Regions from separate parts of the Mus musculus genome. Here regions 2 and 3 are each linked to region 1. The links are chromatin contacts, called in public HiChIP or PLAC-seq and promoter capture Hi-C maps. All regions are on one chromosome and are shown on one strand. The core of a region is the stretch at or near the end of the contact, and the rest is flanking DNA. Distances in the headings are between cores, read along the strand shown.

What was found. HiChIP or PLAC-seq counts read pairs in DNA pulled down with a chosen protein or histone mark. Capture Hi-C pulls out chosen DNA fragments and counts their contacts.
Region 2: a contact with region 1 is called in an H3K4me3 HiChIP or PLAC-seq map of embryonic stem cells, with 2.7 times the contacts expected there. The contact joins the promoter of Ccnf here to the promoter of Prss27 in region 1. A contact is called at or near these places in 4 of 115 datasets of contacts at active chromatin or transcription factors (embryonic stem cells and pancreatic cancer cells) and 1 of 9 other capture datasets (embryonic stem cells).
Region 3: a promoter capture Hi-C map of liver shows a contact between it and region 1. The contact joins the promoter of Flywch2 here to the promoter of Prss27 in region 1. A contact is called at or near these places in 2 of 39 promoter capture datasets (the 3T3-L1 cell line and cranial neural crest), 1 of 115 datasets of contacts at active chromatin or transcription factors (pancreatic cancer cells) and 3 of 9 other capture datasets (adipose tissue, liver and pancreatic islet).

What each region holds. Positions count from the first base shown.
Region 1 is chr17:24,036,859-24,039,587 of GRCm38.p6, forward strand. It overlaps Prss27 (protease, serine 27), which reads left to right and starts at 1,385. Exons shown (of 6, transcript NM_175440.4): 1 at 1,385-1,503. The coding sequence starts at 1,449.
Region 2 is chr17:24,250,078-24,252,777 of GRCm38.p6, forward strand. Ccnf (cyclin F) reads right to left here and starts at 1,332. Exons shown (of 17, transcript NM_007634.4): 1 at 1,218-1,332. The coding sequence starts at 1,233.
Region 3 is chr17:23,784,731-23,787,430 of GRCm38.p6, forward strand. Flywch2 (FLYWCH family member 2) reads right to left here and starts at 1,351. Exons shown (of 3, transcript NM_029798.4): 1 at 1,271-1,351.

The DNA of each region.
Region 1 (2,729 bases), core at 135-2,634:
ATGTCAAGGCAGAGTTGTATGCAAAAAGTACTTGCTGTTAGAAGAGAGAGGAGTGAGAGGAAAAGATAGGAAAGGCTCCACAAGGAAGCCCTTAGCTTCTAAGGGTCAGAAAGTGCCTCAAAGGTAGGGCTAATGGATCACTGGATGTCTGTCTGATGTGTGGCCATCCGATTGCTTTGAAACACTAGTTTTTATAAAAAGAAGACTTTTTTCCTCAAATAGAAGTGTCTCCCTGCCATGCCCACACTGCAGGGGGAGCCCTTGCTTCTGTGTCTTCTGCAAAGCAGACAGGGACCACACAGGAGTGGCGACGGTCACCAGGGAGTTACACTCTGCACAGCAACCCAGGGAGACCAAGGTCCCTTGCACTTCGTGTGACCCTGAGCTACCCTGTTGGGCAATTGACCTCCCCTGGCTCACACCAACAGAGTGAGACGCTGCACCCTCTGCTCCTGCGGGAAAACTGAGGCAGGGCCAGGCCCACTGTCCAGCACTGCTCCCTGGCTTGGTAGGATCGGATGTGAGACGTTCAGGATATGGTCCTGCATCCTGACTCCTCGACTAGTAGGGAGTGGTCTTCAGAACTTCTGTCCAGCTCTGTCTGATGTCAGTCTCCGTGCCCCAAACAACTTCCTCCCAGGGACACTTCCGCTGTGGCTTCAAGTCTGGGAGCCTGACAGGCGGGCACACCCAGGGCAGGAACCGGACCTTACCGGTCACTACTAAGGCGCCTTCCCAGAACAGCTCTTGCCGCGCCTAGAAGGTGCAGTTCCAGACTGGCAGGGGCGGGGCAAAGGTTCCTATTCCCTGAGCCAATCTGCAGGTGTGTGTGTGTGTGTGTGTGTGTGTGTATGGTCCAAGAGCATCATCAGGGGCCGCAGGAGCCTGCCAAAGTCCCTCTTTCTTGGTTGCACAAGCACCTTGACCTTAGTTCTTCAAAGTCTACGCTCCCATCAGGGTATAAATCAACCTTGAATTGCAGGTGTCAGATAAAAAGTAGGTGCTCAACAAGTATTTGATGACTGACTGAATGAATGAATAAATGAATGAACGAATGAATGAACAAATGAATGAATGAATGAATGAATGAATGAATGAATGAATGACATAGAAGGTCTCTTGGATGGAGTAGACTCTGCCAAGTTATGTAGGACCTATGGTCAATTGAGGAAGGTAGTGAGTCCTCTGTGGTCAGCTGAATCCTGAAGTTACAAAGGAAGGGGTCTGGCCCCTGGAGTTCAGGGCCGGGTCATAGAGTTGGTGTTCTGGGTACCTCCTTCCTGCCAAAGAGGAGCTGGGCAGGCAGGGTTGACAGGTTGGGCGGCATAGCCGAGCTGACACTCATCTCCAGCATAAAACCTCACTTCATGGAGCCTGAACCTCTGTAGTACTAAGGAGAGCTTCTGCCACCTCTGACCAGGACTCAAACGTCCACCAAGCCAGAGAACATGAGGCAGCCCCACATCGCTGCCCTGCTGCTGCTGCCGCTGCTGCTCAGATCTGGTGAGTTGCAGTGGGGGCGGGGGCGTCCTGCTGCCATCTCTCTCTGTAAGGGCCCCTCTGTTCTGCTCTGACTTCCACCGGAGCCCCCCCCCCCAGTCCCTGGGCCTGCCTGAGCCTAAAAGGAATCTTCTCTTCTCAGTGATGGGGTTCCCAGAGAATATACTCAGTTCCCAGATATTCCACCTCAGAGACCTGACTGGGGGAGGGGTGCTGTGGGAAGGTCTGGCAGAATATGTGGTCAAGGCCTTGAGAGGACCCCAAGGCAGGAGCTTGGCTAAAGCCACACCCCCATCAGGCTCTCACTGTGTGTCATGCTCTGAGCTAGAGGCCTCTCTTCCCATTCCACAGATGATAGAGCCTCTACACCTGTAAGATTAGAACCCAGGCCTGCAGACCTCCAAGTCCCTGGGCTTATGTGAATTGTGTTTGCTCTCTGAGCCTAAGAACTTTCAGAATCTGCCTGAGGCTCAGCAGAAAGCTGGGGACAAGAGCTGCAGGCTGCAGAGGGTCCCAGCTCCTGCCTTCAGAGGGAGAAGCAGCCCCTGTCCATTTTGCACAGGGGTCAGCAAGTTCTAGCCAGGTGCTCTGCCTACCATGTTTCCTGTGGGATGGGCTCCTCTCTACCAGGGAAACTCTCCCACATTCCTGGGCCAGATGGGCTAGCTCAGCAGCCAGCATGCTTCCGTGTCCTCACCTCACCTCCCTGGGCCAGGCCAAGTTACCCCAGGCCGTGTCTCAGTCAGGGCTGGGGTTAGGAAGACATCAGTGGGTATCTCTGTGGGGATGCCCCCCACCTCCCCCAAAGTCAAGGAATGTTCTTGTCCATGACCTTTAGCAGCAAGAAAGCCCATTTCCTTTGGGTGTGACACTGCTGGCTCCTGTGGGTGGATCAATCGAGGTCACTACCAAAGCAGAAACGGCAGTCTGCCCTTGGCTCACAAACTGCTGGAACCTGAGGCTGGACCCCTGGTGACATGCTCACTTCAGCCCAGGGTGACCAGCACCCCAGGAGTCCTCTGGCTGGTCTCACCTTTTCTCAGACCTTAGCTATTCCCACCAGGGATCCAGGATGGACATAGACTGCCCTTAGGACATGGAGAGACTGAAGGACCAAGCTGCAGCAGAGACAATGAGTGACAGAAGACTGGATGGAGGGAGAATGCACAGAAGGATCTTGCAAGTTCCAGGAGGGAGGAGGGGGAGGAGGGGGGAGAAGGAGGAGGAGG
Region 2 (2,700 bases), core at 82-2,581, 210 kb after region 1:
ATATGGTTGACCAAGGGACTTGCATAGCATAGACTGGGAACTCAAATTAGCAGGCCGTTCTGTAGAACATGGAGGCCAGATCCATCCCAGAGCAGCTCTCAGCTTGGCAGATGGTGAGAGCTCCCCAGTCCCCAAACAGAGGGGTCTTCCACACTCAGCTTACAGTGCAAAATCACCCCTTCCTAGCACCGTGGACCCTTTAATACACTCAGTTCCTCATGCTGCAGTGACCCCCAACCATAAAATACCTTCATTGCTACTTCATAACTGTAATTTTGCTACGGTTATGAATCTTAATGTAAATATCTGATATGCAGGATGTCTGATCTGCAACTCCTGTGAAAAGGTCGTGTGACCCCCCCAATGGAGTCGCGCCCACATGTTGAGAACTCAGGCACACAGCAACTGGACCCAGACATGCTCTTCAGATGAGCTCTTCTCCTCCACAGTGGGTTGTTCCAATATTTACTTCAGCAATTCATTCTTCATTCAACGCCTATGGCTTTTTTCCCTATTTCACAAAGGGCCCCCACATTACCCCCCCCCCCCAAGGTCCTGCCTTCCTACTTATAAATGCGCCTATCTTTCTACCTATTTTTCCTCCTCACACTGAGGCAAAAGTGGCTGACCTCGGGCTTTCCATCAGGAGGTCTCTAAGAGACTGTCCACTCCCAAACTCTTCACCTGAGTCTTATTGGAAACCAAATTTACAGCAAAGGCCAAATGTATACCCAGAGAGCTATAATTCCCAAACATTCTAAGAATATTATCATAACAGTTTCTTGACTCGTGTGCTCTAGAGCATGTCTGGAAGTGTTTAACCACTCTAACAAGTGAAATCGCACCCCCAGGTCGTGAGACGTTTTCACGGGGCAGATCCTGTGGCCTCAGCCAACCCTCAGGTGATCAAGCCGCCCACAAGAGTCCGGACAGGGCCTGAGATCGCTCTATATCGTGTGGATTGCCCACGACTTCACAGATAAGTAAAATCGTAGTTTGCTAAGTAGAGAACCTAAATAGCCCTGGGGTAACAGGAGAGGCATAGGCGCCGGGCGGGCATTTAAACCGCGCGGGCGGGCTCGCAGTCGGGGATACGTGCCTACCCCGTGCTTTGGGGGATGCGACGCGCACTCCCGGGTCACAGGGGCCCGAGTCCATGCTCCTCCGGCCTCCGTTCCGTATGACCTATCGCCTACCCGGCTCCCGCCAGCACTCACCACCGCCGCTCCCCATCGCCGAGCTCCCTCCACTGCCGCTTTAGACCGCTCTCAAGCGCGCCCGCGCCTGGGGCAAGTGCACGGAGCGCCTCACGCAGGCGCGGGCCCCACCCCCGCCCCGTTTTCAAACGCGCCGGGAGCTCCTACTGGTAGGACCACAGAGTTACGCCCCCCAGATCACTAGCCTCTCCTGCCCCGCAGGCTCTGGGCATTTGTGATTGGCTACACCAGGACGCGAATTCAAACGCTGGCTGTCTATTGGCTTATCGCTCGTGGTTGACCCGCCTTCTCCGCTGGGCGGGGGACGGAGGAGTTCAGCTGGCGCCGGCGGGCTATCCTAAAAAGCCCGCCCGGAGGCAGAGAGGGCTGGTCTTCTCCCTCCAAGACTTGTCCTACCGTCCGGAGTTGGTCGTGGCTTACTACCTGTCCCTCCCACGCGAGCTTCCGGCCGAGGAGACTGCATTTGGAGGCGCCAACTCCAACACTGATGTGGAAATTGCAGAAGCTGGGCTCCGATGCCGGGCAGCCACAGCCACAGTCACAGTCTGCTGAGCGATGTGTTCACTCGAGTACATGTTCCGTATTCTCATGAGATGATCTGTCGAGAAAAGACAAGTGGTCTCTTGAGGGTGGAGAGCGAGGAATAGGCCCAGGCTTATCCCCACAGCTTGGGTCAGCCTTCATCCCCTCCCCGAAGCCAGCATGCTCACTGTATCTGACCTGTGCTGGAAGCTGGATAGCAAGACCTCTAGTGGGTCTGAGACAGTTAATAGGGAATGGCTGTTCACAGCACAGAATATTAGAGAACCCTAGAGCAAGACTTGGGATTTGCTCCCCATTGCTGCTGATCTCCATGGGGAACCCTCACACTGTCTCTTTTCCGGAAGACTATACTGTTTTCCAATTTGTTACTTTTTCTTTTCTTCGAGACAGGGTTTCTCTGTGTAGCCCTGGCTGACCTGCAACTCACTCTGTAGACCAGGCTGGCCTTGAACTCAGAAATCCGCCTGCCTCTGCCTCCCGAGTGCTGTGATTAAAGGCATGTGGCACCACCACCCAGCTACTTTGTTACTTTTTTATCTTCCTCCTTTTGTACTTTGTTACTTGGGACAGAAGTGCTGTTTTCAGAATTTGCTTTTGGTAGCCTCTGGAAGGTATTAAAAAAACTAAATCTAACAATGAGCAAACCCGCTGTCCATCACATTTCAGAATACATAACAATCTATCTGGTCCCCTGGTTAATCAGAGTTACAAAGTCATCAGTTGATCAGTTGTCTTTTTTTTTTTTTTTGCTCTACCTTGTTTTGTATCCTACTCAATTTCAGTTTCTATTATTTATTGGAGGCGGGTTTTGTTGGTTTTGATAAAGGGTCTCCCAATGCCCTTCAGCTAACAACCTGACACTGCTTAGAGTCATCTGAGGGAGACTCAGTTATGTGATTGCCCATATCAGACTGGTCTGTGGCCATGTCTGTGAGGGATT
Region 3 (2,700 bases), core at 101-2,600, 250 kb before region 1:
AGGGCATGCCAGCCAAATGAGGTAGGTTTCTAGAAGCTGCAAGAGGCAAATTAAATGTTTCTCTCCTTGTCCGGGCAGTGGTGGTGCATGCCTTTAATCCCAGCACTTGGGAGGCAGAGGCAGGTAGATTTCTGAGTTTGAGGCCAGCCTGGTCTACAGAGTGAATTCCAGGACAGCCAGGGCTACACAGAGAAACCCTGTCTCAAAAAAACAAACAAACAAACAAACAAAAAATGTTTTTCTCCTAAAGCCTCAGGAATGAATACAGCCCTGCTGTATTCAGCCTGCTGTATAACACCCACATCTGACTTCTAGCCTCTAAAATATACGACAATAATGTGTCATTTTAATAATGTGTCACTAGATGGGTGGTGATTGTTGTTTTGATGGCCATAGAACAGTTAAAAGTCCAAACTCTTACTGAGGAAGCTCTGCAGGCTTGGAACTTCAGTTGTTATCTTGGGGTGATGGACAGAATTACCTTCACAAAGATGAGAATGAAACATGCCCTTACCCTTTTTGGGCTGGTTTGATCTGTGTAATAGGAGATGCTAGCATCAGATGAAGAAGGGTAAGGTCTTTGAACTCACGTTACTAACACCTGCTGCTGCCATAGTCACTGTCCTGCACAGTCCTGGAGAACTGTAATTGGACTTTCCAAGGAACGGTATGACACTGGGGTATGCGGGAGGCATCCCACAGGGAGACATAAGAAAATGGCAGTCACCCTCCCAAAAGGTCAAGAACTGTATTATATGCAGAACACAGCAAAGGTCCCCCAATGTGGAGGTCCCACATAAGAGTACCTCCCTTCCCCAGTCACCATGACTCAGAATGGTATCTTCCACCACCCTTGCCCCAGCTCCCTGCTTCCCTCGAACCAATGTTTCAGTCCCCTGAGCATCTCCCTAGCTGGGTCCCAGCCCTCAAATTCTGCCACTGGGACAAGGACCCCACCCCCACCCCCAGGTCATACGCAACAAAACTGCAGAAGGATGGACATGTACCAGGTAGAGTGGGCTGGGGTAGGGACGCGTTGGGGGTTGTGTGTCCCAGATTGGGGGTGTCCAGGGGTAGTGTGGGTTTATGAAAGGGAAGCATGGAGAAAGGAAGAGCCTCGCGGATGGCCGACAAGAAAGCGGCCAGAATCTGGGGGTGGGGGGCCAGAGCCAGGGACCCTTCCGAACACCGGTCCCGCATCCCCAGACCTCTAGGCTAGGAGTCGCTTCTGGAGCCAGGACCCTCCCGCCCGCTGGGGGCCCGTCCTCACCGACGGCAGCAGGCCCTGCCTCTCGGACGACGGAGCCGTGGCGGGTCCCTCAGCCTCAGTGCTTTGGGCCCCCGCCTTGGCTCCCGCCGTCACCTCAAGCTAGGGTCACGGGGCGAGCATGCGCAGGATGAGGGGGCCCCCATTCCTTTGTCGAATTCCGTCTATCCGGATATTACCTTCGCAGCGACAAGTTGAACGCTCGATGAATAGGCGTGAGGGGCGGGTCCATTACCCGGGAAGGGGGCGGAGCCAGTAGGAATTGGGCTACCTGGGTTTAGGATCCCCGGTATGGTCTACTGACGTCTTTCCACTTACTTCCCCCGTATTTGACTCTGACTCCCTCCTGGAGCATAACTCCAGTTCCAGGGGATTAGACGCCCTCTTCTGGTCTCTGTCCATCCAAGCAAAACATCCAAACACAAATATAAATAAATACTAAATAAAGCATAAACTGGAATGCTTATTTAAAGGTTTTTGTCTGTCCCTCCGAGGGAAGGGAAATGTGTTCTTCATTGAAGCTAACATTCCTAACTGCGCAGCATCCTTTGTCATTAGCCCAGCCCTCGCCCATTGGTCCAGTATTTATCATTTGTTCAGCCGTCGCCCATTGTTGTAGTCACTGACTGCTGAAATAGCCCTGGCACAATTCAGTGACTTTATCCCCGCAACCTTCTACTGTGGAGATGGAAACCGGAATGGCTCAGGGCGCTGCTTTCTGTATTTTGCGTGCTCGTGCATCCTATCATTCTGGGATTGCTGGCCCTCACCCATCTGCAGAAAGGCTCTCCCCCTTTACTCCCACATGGCCCTGGCTCCGCAGGTCCTTGGGTCCCACCCTTCTTCCTGGCTCCTTTTCCTCCATGGCCCCATCCTTTCTCTCGAGTCAACGTCATTTCCTGGGCATTCTCTAGTAACGCAAAGGTCTTCATGAATTACGTCATTTGCAATCAATCATAGTCTTGGTTGTTTCTAAAATTATTATGTTCTAATAAGATATATTATTATATATGGTATAATATAATTGTATATTATATATAATCTTCACGTATAAATCACTGATGTTAAGCCTCTGTCTCAAAAGAACAAAACAAGGGGTCCAATGAGGTGGCTCCCCTTTAGATAGCTGGTTCAACCAGAAGCCTTAGTTTACAGCACTTGCTACCAAGCCAGGCCTACCCAAATTTAATCCCTAGGACCCACATAAAGGTAGAAGGAGAGAAATCACTTCACAAAGTTGTCTTCTGATCTCCACACACAAACCCATGACCACACGTGGAGAGATGGATCATTGGTTGAGAGCACTGGCTGTTCTTCCTGCACCTATATGGCCGCTCGCAATGATGCAGATCTCCTGGAGCATAACTCCAGTTCCAGGGGATTAGACGCCCTCTTCTGGTCTCTGTCCATCCAAGCAAAACATCCAAACACAA